2 separate regions of the Mus musculus genome follow, and region 1 is linked to region 2. The links are chromatin contacts, called in public HiChIP or PLAC-seq maps. All regions are on one chromosome and are shown on one strand. The core of a region is the stretch at or near the end of the contact, and the rest is flanking DNA. Distances in the headings are between cores, read along the strand shown.

Region 1 (6,686 bases), core at 1,005-3,504, 230 kb before region 2:
CCTAGGTTTCCCGAAACCTCAACCGAACTCTGCTAGGCAGCACTGAGCACTTGTGGCCACGGATGCTGGTCTTGGTGGAAAGCAGAACCCAGTTCTCCACCTCAGCGCCCTCTTCACTTACTGACTGCTGGAACAGTGACATCTGAGAGGAGGCTACCAACCAGGGAGACTTTCCAAAGAGGGACAAAAGCAGACAGCAGTTGACAAACTCTCCCAGAGGAGCAATCACAGAGGCAGAAGTGTGGTAGATGGCGCTCTGCTGCCTGTTCTGTGCTGTGATTGGATCCCTGATGCCTAGGGGGTACCACTGTGTTCCTGATCTTTATTTTTTTTTCAACTTCCCTTTGAATTCTGACTCATCTGCTATGGTACCAAATTGTAGTGTGGGTCATATACTTCAAAGCAGGGTGATCCTGGGCAAGTTTTGTAAGCTTCAGTTTCTCTAGCTGTAAGATAGATCAGTATCACACAGACTGATGTCACACATAAAACCAGGGGCAACCAGAAATAGACAGCAGCTAAATCAGGACTGCACAGCTCTGTATTTTAGCAGCTGCAGCTATGCTTCTTGGCAGAGAACTATTTGTTTTTGTTTGCTTTTTAATGCTTCCATTATCTGGGCAAAAGGCCATAGGAAGCCAGCATGCAGTAAAAGACTGAAGCTCCCATGATCTCTCTTGCAGATCTCTCTAGTCACACTAACTCCATGTTAGCAAAGTTAAAGATCAGGTGAGGTCTTGTTTGCCTCCTAAAGCCAGAGAAGGTGAAATTCTTGAGTGTGAAGAAGTATTAGTATTTGCTGCATTAGATTAAATGAGTTAATTACCATCCACTAATTATTTGGAAAATCTTCCACAGAACAACTTCCTAGGACAAGAGCTGGGAAGGGAGGTGGAGACAGCAAAGAACCGTATCTAAATATAAACGGGTTTTTTTTTCTGCCCACAGTTTATGATCAGCTGAGCAGAGAAAAGAGAGAGTGAAAAACAAACAAAAAATTTTGTCCATATTTTTCCCATAATTAATTTATTTGTTTTATATCCCAATCAAAGCCCCCACTCACCTCCTGGTCCCCACTTCACCCAGCCCCTACCTACCCCCACCCCACCCCCTTCTCCTCTTGGGTATCACCCTACCCTGGCACACCAAGTCAATACAGGACTAAGTGCATCATCTTCTACTGAAGCCAGACAAGGTGGCCCAGTTGAGGAATTGGTCTACAGGCAGCCAACAGAGGCTGGGACAGCTCCTGCTCCAGCTGTGGAGGGACCCACATGAAGACCAGGTGCACATCTGCTACATATGTGTGGTGGGCCTATGTCCTCTTTGTCTATATTTTTATCCAAATGCAAATAACTGCCTATATGTTTTCTAAAAGCATCTTTGAAGAAAGCACTTTGCCTAATGATAAAAGATGTCAACAAGCATCTGAGCTTTATCCAAAAATGACAGAGCCTGTTAAGATACAGCTGTTAGACTTAGCACATCCAATCCCGGAAAACCTACCACCTTAGAAAGAGGAAAATGGGCAAAGAACCTGTGTCCCACTCTACCCAGGTTAACACAACGAAGCAGATGTAAGCAGCTCACTATGACAACCTAAAAGTTAAAGTAAGACAGTGAACTGCTGTGTGCTGCAGGCTCCCATTCAGGAGAGATAGGCAACTTCATCTATCTATCTATCTATCTATCTATCTATCTATCTATCTATCTATCTATCTATCTATCTATCTACCTTTAACAGTTCAAGTAGTAGAAAGTATATAATACAGACTAACCACAACCTTTTGTTTTCTTTGTTTGTTTGTTTGGTTTGGTTTTTTGAGACAAGGTTTCTCTGTGCAACTCTGGCTGTCCTAGAACTAGTTTTGTAGACCAGGCTGGCCTCAAACTCAGAGAGATCCATGGGCCTCTTGCCTCCTGACTGTCGAGATTAAATGGGTACACCACCAGACTTGGCTGAGACATGCCTATATGCCTTTCTCAAACCCAACTAGAATCACCAACACTGTTAACAATTCCATGACAATCGCTTAAGATCCAAACATAGGGATGACCTATATATTACTAAAGGAACTTGCCACTGGTAAGTTTCTTTGGTCTGGATAGATTTTTGTTCTGTTAGAATTATGTTCTCTATCTCAAGTAGGACTCATACCAAAATTAACTTTAAAAAACACACATGGTTCCTGACTGGCTAGTTTTATATCATGTTAACACAAGCTGGAGTCATTTGGAAAGAGGAACTCTTAACTGAAAACAATGTCTCCATCAGAATCGCCTGTAGGCTACCTTCAATCCACTGTGTGCCTCTGAGAGGCAGAGGCCTGCAGATCTCTGTGAGCTGAGGCTAGCCTGGTCCACAAAGTGAGTTCCAGGACAGCCAGGGCTGTTATACAGAAAACTATATCTTGAAAAAAGAAAAAAAAAAAACCAAACAAACAACTTGCCTGTAGGCAAGTCTATAGAGCATTTCCCCAATTACTGATTGATATGAGAGGGTTCAGCCCACGGTGGGTGGTGCCATACTGAGCTGGTGGTCCTGGGTGCTGTAAGAAAGCAGACTGGGTAAGCCATGAGGAGCAAGTCAATACCAAGACTTCTGCCTCCAGGTTCCTGCCCTGCCTGACTTGCCTCAGAGATGAACTATTACCTGGAAGTATAAGATGAAATCAATCCTTTCTTCCTCCGGTTGACTTCTGTCAATAGTGTTTATCAAAGCAATAGAAACTCGGAGACAATTCCAATATAGAATGAGAAAGTATTAAAACTAAGTATCAAATACTAACTTCAACTTCAAATGTTGCTACCAGAAACTTTCTAGTGAAGAACTAAGTGGGACGTTTTAAGTCTGAAAAGACTTGGGTTTTGATGGGAATCTTTTTATTTAAAACTTAACTCTATTTGGTACCAAGAACCTTTAATTCAGAACGTGATCTAAACAACCGCTGTCACTTACTCAATCATATGACTTCAATTACACCATTAATCACGTAGAGAGACCTTAAGGGTCCCAGAACTGTACCCTGCCCATCACAGAGATAGTGAGGTGAGGATGACTGGACATATGTATACACTGACCCACCATGAAACTTCATTGTGCAATAAAAAGCAGAGTTCGGAGTTCCTTATTTGTAGAAAGAATATTCATGTAGGATCTATAACTCAGTGCGGCTTCAGTTGGCAAAAGAACAACCTAACTATTCCTCTAAAGAGATGCACTGAAAGTTTAATAGGCAAAACAAAAACACAGACTTTGAGATTTCTGTGGTAAAAAAATGGATCTCTGGCCAAATAACTTGAACTCAGTTTCCTTATCTGTGAAATGAAGATAATGGTTCCAGCTCAGTGTTAGAATGCCTTGCCTATCAAACTCCAAAACCACAAAAAATTATAATCACGCCTAACACAGGGTTAACAGACATTATTTCAGCCTGGGCCAAGTACAGATCAAACATTATCTCTGTTCCTCTAGAGCAGATCCTCCCTGAAAGAAGCATCAGCCTCTATCTGACTTTGGCAGATGAATAAAGATTTCCTGTTTGTCTGGTGTTGAGATCATGCGACGCCCTATGCTAAGTCACTCCACACAACAGTGGATTTTCACCGCCCTAGGAGACTCTACAAGTAGTGTTTTACTCTGTTTTGAATATGAGGGATAACAGCCATTGATACCACTGTCACCACCACTACTCCAACATGCACTGATGAATGGTATCCCTAGGAATACATGGGGAGCCATTCAGTACATTTACTGGGGAAACTGAAACTGTGAGAGCACATCGGAATTTTACAACCACATAAGGGTTGCCCTTAATAAGGGCATAAGGGTGGGCATGCCCTTAATCCAGCCCCTGAGAAGCAGAGGCAGGCGGGTGATCTCTGAGTTCAAGATCAGCCTAGCCTATAGAGAGAATTCCAGGACAGCCAAGAATATACAGAGAACCCCTGTCTTACAAAGGGGGCAGGGGATGAATCTAAGAACTTACTAGACACACAAGACTAAGGAAAGAGGAGGATTCTCTTGTGCCCCACAGAGTGATGGATATCTAACACTACAATGGCATGGCTCCGTACCAACCTATCTTCTGCTACCTGGTATGTGTGTCATGGACTGAGAAGCCCCACCTCAGCTTGGTGCCGCACTGCTGATACAGCCTACTCAAAGGCCTGCTCATTCACCCATTTGCCTGTGTTTGTCTATCTGGATCTGAACCTGGACCTGCCTCCCTCTTTCCTGCTCTGGTCTTGTTTCCTTTCATCTCTCAGGTGTAATATTACTGGGGCAATCACTGCATCAGCCGGGAGTGAGCTAGACCAGTGACTCTCAAGCTAGAATCAGTCACTAGAACTTCAATACTAACACTACTTAGAAAAGGAGGGGAAACCACAGGGGATAGATAGCACAGCAACTTGGACCAGTAGCAGGGGAAACTGACTACCCTCAGCTCATGAGAGAGAGCTCAGAGACAAGAGAGAAAGATCACCAAGACCTGAGAGAAAGGAGGCAAATACTGACTTAAAGATTGCCAGATTGGAAAACAGAACCTGCATGGTCTGTGCTAGGTCCTCTGCATGTATATGATGGCTCTGTAGCTTGCTGTTCTTGTGGGACTTTTGCCTGCTCTCCTCCTACTGGGTTGCCTCAGTCAGCCTTGATATGAGAGTTTGTGCCTAATCTTATTGTAACTTGTCACAGTTGTGGAGATAGAGGAAACTGGAGTTGTAATGTATGAAAGAAAAAAAAAAAAAGGTTGCCAGAGTGGGTCAATCCTATAGCAGGAAACTGTCTCCCCCATCTCCTGCCAGGGATCTCATTCATTTGATCCCAACATCAAGCCAGAGGGGAAAGGAACCCATTGATCAGGCTGATGGGCTGGGCCACCCTTTGGGGCACAGAGTAAGGTGGGAAAGAGTGAAGAGTTGACATGGAGGAGCAAAATGAAGTAACTCAACATAACAGAGAAGACTGCCTGAAGAACCAAGAATATGGCAAGGAGCCGGGCGTGGTGGCGCACGCCTTTAATCCCAGCACTCGGGAGGCAGAGGCAGGCGGATTTCTGAGTTCGAGGCCAGCCTGGTCTACAGAGTGAGTTCCAGGACAGCCAGGGCTGCATAGAGAAACCCTGTCTCAAAAAACCAAAAAAAAAAAAAAAAAAAAAAAAGAATATGGCAAGGGATATATATATATATATATATGAATGAATGAATATAAATTTCCCAAGAGCCAGTATTTGACTGGCTTGGCTCCCTGAGGGGCTGTATGAGGCAGACTAGTGCCCTATAAGGAGACTAGGGACTCTGGCCCCTTCTTCATCCTCTCTTCTTCTGACCTTAGCAACAAACATCTTATTCTCTCTCTTTGCTTTCCAGCAATTCTGCTCTGCCTCACGCTCACCACAGGTCTTCAAGCAACAGGACTGAATGAGTGTACATCCCTTCTTGTCAAAGCTGTCATCTCGGGTACTCGCCACAGCAATGGGAAGATGACTCAGGGGAAACCTGAACAGGGCCCATCTAAGCTGTATGAACAACGGTGTCACACTGTGAGAGACTAACTGAATGGACTTGGAACAAACAAACGCAGCAGGAAACAGGACTCAAATGTCAGTGCAAGCTAAGAAGCATGCTTCTTTTCTTCCACTAAGTGTACCATGTCCTCTCCATGACAAGGCAACCACAGTTCAGCCACAAAACCATCAGTAATATAAGACACTAAACAGGGCAGAAATGAATCGCCGATAGATAACCCTTCAATCACAGAAAAATAAAAACTGAAATTATGAGTCACCCAAAATGCAATGGAAATAACAACTTAACAGTAAAATACAGCAAACACTGACCACAGTAAAGTATAGCTTTGTATACTCTAATAACAAAGAACATTTTACATGTATTTTAACCTATAATCTTTCTACAAAATTATGGGAAATGGGGGGAGGGAGATAAGTAGAATTTAACTAGTAGATAAACTTTTACCTCCACAGAAGGAAAATTTTGGGAAATAAAGCAAACTTTTGTCTGTGCAACAACACGGACAGACCTTGAATAGGACTCAAGGTTAGTAAGTGGAGAAATTCTTCTGTTTTTTTCTTTTTGAGACAAGGTCTCAGAATGTAGTTCAGGCTGGCCTCAAATTCACAGAGACCCACCAGCCTCTGTCTCCCCAGTGCTGGGATTAAATGCATGCATTACCAGGCCCAGGGGAAAAAAAAATGAAACAGAATAACAAAAGCAAAAGCTACCCCTTAAAACTTGTGAGAGTCAGTTTGCTCTTTCTGCCTTTCCCTAGGTCCTGGGGAATCCATTTCAGGTTGTCAGGCTTGGTGGCAAGTGCCTTAACATGATGGCCATCTCACCAGCCAGAGAAAAGAAAATGTGCCAATCCTGTATTCATGATGTCTGGGAAACAGAAAACTCTCAAGGAGCTAAGGTGGGGAAACGTGTGAATACACAGGGATAGCTTAGAGAGTGACCCCCAGGATACATTTATCCTGTTTTATAAAGGGGGGATTTAAAAATTCCGTTTGAGGTATTCCCCCATTTCACCTAGCACATAGTGACGTGGGTTCAGGTCCCAAGACTAGGAAAAAAAATCACAAAAACACGCACACCAAAAATTGGACCTTAGGGGCTAGGGAGAGATTGATCAGCTGTTAAGAATGCATGGCAGGTGGATTTCTGAG
Region 2 (6,668 bases), core at 2,576-5,075:
TAGGAAAGATATCAAAGAAGGCAATAGTGACTCCCTTAAAGGTGCTACAGATGTGGCTGGAAGAGAAAGAGATGCCCATTAAGAATGAAAATGTCAGCCATAAATGTTTCATTAGTTGAGACTGAAGAAGTGGAAATAAATGATACCATACCAGGCCAACATACTCCTTCGAAGTCGCCACCCTCTGGATTCTTCACAAAGAAGCCCTGTTCTTTGGCTTGAGCATAGACTGTGTAGTCAGGATCCACCTTGATGTGGGGGTCACTGATAACCACAAGCTGTCAGGACACATTTTAAGAGCATGTCAGTTTTATGAGACTTATGTTCATTTAGGTGTTTTATCCATAGTTTGGGAAGGTTGAATTTTACTCAGAAACTACCACTCATTGAAAATTTTGGACATTTGTAAATCCTTGTAACATTTCATTCGGAAAACTGTTATTAAATCTGGTGAATCCTGTTATAACTATCATAATTTATCATTTTTTATTATTTTACATTAATTAATTTATTAATTGTGTGTGTGTGTGTGTGGATATGTCTGGTTCTCTCCTGCCATCGGGTATGTTCTGGGGCTTGACCTCAGGTCCTCAGACTTGGTGGCAAAGTGCCTTTACCCACTGAGCCTTTTCAGCAGCCATGCATGTCTTTAAGATGATATTTGCTAAGCTTTCATCTATCTGTGGTGCCAGGTGCCATAGGAAAGGATTAACTGGGCAAGGTCCTAACTCCCTAAGTATTCAGGGCAAAGAGGACACTGATGAAAAGAAGTCACGAAGAGGTCAGGGAGGTAACTTAGTCAAGTCAGGTCCTTACAAACATGAGGACCCAAGTTTGAGCCCAGAACCCATGTAAAGAAGCCAGGCTTGGTGGCATGTGTTTGTAATCCCAGCACTGGGAAGATGGAGGCAGGTATATGGTCTTTGGGGTTCTATGGCCTTTATGTCAGTGAGAGACCATGTCTCACAAGAAAGAAAAAGGAAAAGTAGGTAGCATCTAGGAAATGACACAAGGCTGTCCTCTGGCTTCTATAGGCATATGTGTGTACCCATCCCCCACCTCAACTCCTTCCAAACTACAGAAACCAAGGAAATGACATGGCAGAACCAAGCCAAAACATCAAAACAATAACACCATCTAAACAAGGCTGATGGATGGTTCAGGAGCTAAAGGTGATTACTGCCAACCAAGAAGATCTGAGTTTGATCCCTGGAATCCAAGTTCCACTAGGTAGAAAGAGCATCTTTTCATGTGCTTCTTGGCTATCTTTACTTGAATATCTTCCTTGGTGGACTATTTATCTGTTCAAATCCTGTGTTAGTTCTTTAAGTGTTGGAAGTTTTGTAGTTGCTGAGTTACAGAGCTTGTTAATATTCTGTCATACACTTCTGTTTATGTCTCTGTCTTGCATTACAGTTGCATATGCTTGCCTTTTCCCACCACTCAAAGACCTCTTCAACACTAGCACAGCATCTTGAACATGGAAAGGTCTCAGGAAATGGGGGATGGAGAACAGCTTTGCTGTTAAGATCACTGGCTGCTCTTAAAGAAACCTGGGTTCAATCCTTAGCACCCACAGGGCGGCTCATAACAATCTGTAGCTCCAGTCCCAAGGGATCAGATATCTTTTTCCCTTCTTTAAATTTTGGGATTAAAAAGCTCTAGACATCAGGGTGACGTCACCTTGCGTTTTTTGCTCCTGAGCAGCTCTTGCATCCTTTTGGGGTTTGCAAATCTCTTTTTGTCCCAGGTGAAGTACTTCTTGTCCTCCGTGTGCTCTATGTCCAGCCACATGACATCATATGGAATGTCATGCTCATCAAACCCTGCATCTACTGCCTTCACATCCTGTTCATCTTCATAGTTCCAGCGACACTGGTGGTACCCCAAGGAAAAAAGAGGGGGCATGGCTTGTGTGCCTAAAAGAGATGACAATGGAGACCACTAATGTTACTCAATCAGTGGCCACCTCCCCAATCTCTGCAGGCTATAGGCACTGAACTTGACACTACCATATAGAATATTAATAGAAGAATGTGGTAATTAGGGTGACAGGGCAGGTATATAAATAAATTCCGACCTGAGATATATATCTATATATCTATATCTATCTGTTATGATAAAGGTATCAGTCTAGTGCTTCCAGAGTAATGTTACATCTTTAGACATTTCCCAGGGCAGGTGAGAAGAGTAGAGACCTTGAATAATAAGTAGGAGGATGCCAGGCAGGGAAACAAGGTAAGATAGGCAAAGAAGTACATGTAGTCTTAGAGAAAATAAATAGTGTAGACATGACAGTGTGAGAGGCCAAGAGAAGCTGAAACTGGAATGGCTCAGTTTATAAAGAGCCCTATACGTCAAGCTCAGAATTCTTCCCATATTTTTTATGCAAGAAAACATCAAATACAGAAGATGTATTTTATTCAAGAAAACATCAAATGGCAGATCAGGCTGTGGATGCAGCTCAGGTGGTAGAGCACTTGCCTAGTATGCACAAAACTCTGGGTTCAAAATCCACAGCACCCTATAAAACTGGAAGTGAGGCATGCCTGTAATCCCAGCACTTGGGAGAGGTAGAGGTAGAGGAATCAGAAGTTCAAAGCCACCCTTGTCTACATGGAAAGTTCAAGACCAGCCTGAGATATACGAGAGCTTGTTTTTTAAAAAGATGAGACCAGTGAGATGGCTCAGTGGGTAAAGGCCTTTGCCACCAAGCCTGAGGACCTGAGTTCAGTTCCTGGGTCCCACCTGGTGGAAGGAGAGAACTATCGCATGAAAATTACTACATCGAAGCAGCTTCAAAACAAAAGAGCAAACCAAAGGGAAGCAGGTTCAACAAAGATCTAGAGGGCGAGACATAAGGGAGGGGTAGTGTCTGCTGACCCACAAAGAGTGCCAGAGGATGGTACACAGGAGAGGAGCATGTCACTGCTTTAGAAACCTCGAAGACAGGCACATGCTCTTCACCTGCTAGGATACCATTCTCATCCAGGAGCAAAGGGCTTCCATGAAAAGCCACACGTCGAGTGACTTATAACAACTTGTAACTCTAGCTTCAGGGACTCAGACACCTTCTTCTGGACCCTGCTGGCATCTCATTTATCTCATACATATATACATAATTTTAGAATAAAAATAAACATTATCATCAGTATCTCTAGAAGTACAAAAAGCTAAAAGAATCACACAGTAGAACAGGACAACATAAAACTAGACTAGGACTTCAAAGAACAAAGAGCACAGGGAAAGTCAGAGATAGGAACATTCGCAACATTAGCAACATGTCAATAATGGACGGCCTGGGAGATAAGAGGAAGAAAATTTCTCAGACACAAGTCAAAAAGAAAAAGGGAAGAAAAATAAAGATGGGAAATTACGGAAGTTACAGTAGAGACTGCCAGACTGACGGACACTCAGATTGAAAGTGTCGACCCTCAGGACAGGAATCCATCAAGTGAACTTGTTCTAAAATTTCAGAATATTAGTGATAAGGAGAATAGTTCACTGGGAAAAGAGAAATCGTGTGCAAAGGAACACAAGTGGTTCCTTGGTTTTAGAGCAAGAAGACAGAGGACAGCAGAGAAATGCCTTTGAATTCTGAGGAAATTTAGCTGACCCAATTACATTGGTGAAGCCTATGGGTGAAGGTAGGAGAAAGATGGCTTATCTCTACAAGGAGTAAAGCATATGCATTTGCATTTATTTAGCCTGTGCATGTGTGTATGTATGTGTGTGTGTACGTGTGTGTGTATGCATGTGTGTATGCGTGTGTATAGATGCACATATGGAAACAACTGGTAGGAGTTAGTTCTCTATTTCTACCATGTGGGTTCCTGTGATCAAACTCAGGACTTCAGGCTTGGTGGCAAGTGTCTTTACCCACTGAGCCATTTTACTGGCCTTTGGACTCTTAAAGAACAAGTATTTTATTGTTAGAGCCAGTAGTATATTTTAACAGAGAAGAACCATTCAAAAGTTCAGGACAGAATACTCCTTAGCTACAGGGAATTATTATCAGAGACTAAAGCTTCAAACAAGCATATGACAAGGCCTAGGGATTAGAGAAGGGACAGTCTAGTGCAGTAGTTCTCAACCATCCTCACGCTACGACACTTTAATAAGTTCTCATGATGTGGTGACTCTCAATCATAAAATTATTTTGTTGCTATCTCATAACTGTAATTTTGCTGCTGTTATAAATTTTAATGTAAATATTTGATATGCAGGATATCTGACATGTGACCTCCCTCCAAGGGGTTGAGACCCACAGGTTGAGAACTCCTCTAGAGCCCTATTTACCTTGTCTGGATGTAATGAGGATGGAAAAAAAATGGTTGCAACTTAAAATGCTTAGAGACATTGTTTATGATTTCTACATAATGTAAAACAGATATTAATTTCAGTGACGATACATAGGACAGCTAACAGAATGAAGACTGCTTGTACCTGTGATATATGAGTACTGTTTGAAGACGTCAGCAGGTGTAGGTCCTGTCAGCAGAAAAACGTCAATGATCCCACTCTCTGACATCCAGTGCACATCAGTTCGGCACCTGACCTTTTGTTTGGCAGCTGCTGGGCCCATCTGGGTCAGTGTGTACTGGAGAGAGTGTAATGAAAATCTGAGAAATATCACTGCAACCCATAGCACCCAGTTTTAAGTGATTCGGTCTACGTTTAGTAGCTCCTACTGACATTTGTTGCTTACATTGCAAAGCTCTTGGTACAGGAAAATGCTGCTGCAAAGGAAAGGGCTTAGACTACAGTGTGGAAAGTCCTGCATGCCGCCACATTCCGAAGCTCACCTCAACTGCTGGCTCTGTGTTGATCTCCACGAGTGTTTCTGAAGCATTCAGCCAGAAAATGCCTACAGTCCTGCCCTGTTTGTGGGCCAGGAGATAAGGCACTGAACCATATATGCCCATTTTGTCATGCACTTGGTATCCATAGACGTCCAGATTATAAAGACGGTATGCATCTCCATCTCTGAAACACAAAGGCTTAGCACCGTTAATGAATAATAGAACAGCTTCATCCTCTCTGTTTACAACCTTTTACCTCCTGCCATGCCTAAAGTCACATACTTACAATCCTCGAACTTGGAAGGTAGAGATAGGAGAACTGTGAGTTAGAGGCTAGCCTAGGCTACAGCAAGTTCTAGGCCAGCCTGGGCATGTAACACAATCCCACGTAAAACCACTCCCCTACAAAGATTCATCTCTTACCACTTGCCTGGAGGCTTCCTGGCTCAACCTGCTGCATGTGATCCTCCTCCTTTGTCTCTGCTGGTTTCCTGGATATCTTAGGCTTAGATCCTGGTCTACATTTTCTAAATGTTCACTGTGAATAGCAGACACACTAAGCCTCCTCCACTGATGCACTGTGTAAAGACTTCTCTGAAACTAAGGCAAAAGAAGTGCATCCTAACATGCCTCCAGAGAGCTGAGCTGGGAAAGATCTGGGACAGGACAGGCTGGGGCAGTGAGACGAGTCACTCTGCCTAACTATGAAATAAACAGTCTCCAAACCCGACAGCTTTATCAGTCTCTGCTTCTCTTTGGTTTTGGCTCCTCTTTGGTAGATGCCTCTGGGATCCATTTGTCAGTAGTGTCAGTCTCATATGTCTCTCCAAGGGAATCATAGGTAATTGAAGATGCCACATTCTCTGGCTCATTCTCCTCTTTAGAGTGAAAGTCTTTTTCTAGATCAATATATATATATGTGTGTGTGTGTGTGTGTGTGTGTGTGTGTGTGTATTGATTGAATAATACATATATAGTGTATATATATATATATACACTATATATAAGTATATATGTATATATATATATATAATTCTCCCAGGGTTCCCCTCCACTATTCTACATAGTAAAAGCAAACCTCCACTTTAATTCCAATTATCCCTTACTTTTATTCCTGTATTTTGGGGGTTTAATATTACAGCTTTTTAATTAATGTGAATATGTGTGCATGCCTGTGAAAGTCAGAGACAGCTCTGTGGAGCTGGTTCTTTCTTCCCACCTTTATGTCCTGTCCTAGTTTCATTTCCGTTGCTGTGACAGATACTCACAAAAGCAACCTAGGGGCAAGGACTGATTTGTCCTTACAGGGTACAGTCCACTATTGCAGACACTCAGTCAAGAGCAGAGACAGAATAAATCTACAGAACCTTGCTTGCTCTTACTAAGCTTTCGGTTCTTTTATACTGTTCAGGACTCAAGAATACTAGGAAGGTTTCTCAAACTCTGTAAGTAATATTAAGCCACAGACTAGTTAATAATTGTGGCGGCTTGAATATGCTTGGTCCATGGGAAGCAGCACTATTATGCGGTGTGGCCCTGTTGGAGGAAGTATGTCATTGTGTAGGTGGGCTTTGAGGGCTTCTAGTGCTCAAGCTCCGCCCAGTGTGGAAGGGGGTCTCCTCCTGGCTGCCTTCAGATCAAGATGTAGAAGTCTTAGCTTCTCCAGCACCAAATCTGCCTGTATGATGCCATGCTTCTCACCATGGTGATAATGGACTGAACCTCTAAAACTATAAGCCAGCTCCAATTAATTGTTGTCCTTTATAGGAATTACCTTGGTCATGGTGTCTCTTCACAGCAATAAAAACCAAACCATGACAAGAATTCTTACTGTCACTTACCTGGTATTTTTAAGTTGATGTGACT

The links. HiChIP or PLAC-seq counts read pairs in DNA pulled down with a chosen protein or histone mark.
Region 1: an H3K27ac HiChIP or PLAC-seq map of microglia shows a contact between it and region 2, with 6 times the contacts expected there. The contact joins two enhancer-like sites. A contact is called at or near these places in 2 of 484 Hi-C or Micro-C datasets (embryonic stem cells and nephron progenitors), 1 of 115 datasets of contacts at active chromatin or transcription factors (microglia) and 2 of 9 other capture datasets (adipose tissue and liver).

Annotation. Positions count from the first base shown.
Region 1 is chr2:120,657,514-120,664,199 of GRCm38.p6, reverse strand. The region is part of intron 3 of Stard9 (START domain containing 9); the gene reads right to left. Among named protein-coding and RNA genes, the nearest start is that of Stard9, 32 kb to the right of the region's middle. Within about 2 kb of position 2,254, at least 42 of the 459 cell types and tissues checked have an H3K27ac peak or open chromatin away from gene starts, as enhancers often do. A contact at or near this core is called in microglia, where this site is marked.
Region 2 is chr2:120,428,873-120,435,540 of GRCm38.p6, reverse strand. It overlaps Ganc (glucosidase, alpha; neutral C), which reads right to left. Exons shown (of 24, transcript NM_172672.2): 8 at 6,644-6,668; 9 at 4,806-4,986; 10 at 4,447-4,600; 11 at 1,684-1,919; 12 at 152-278. Among named protein-coding and RNA genes, the nearest start is that of Tmem87a, 28 kb to the right of the region's middle. Within about 2 kb of position 3,825, at least 3 of the 459 cell types and tissues checked have an H3K27ac peak or open chromatin away from gene starts, as enhancers often do. A contact at or near this core is called in microglia, where this site is marked.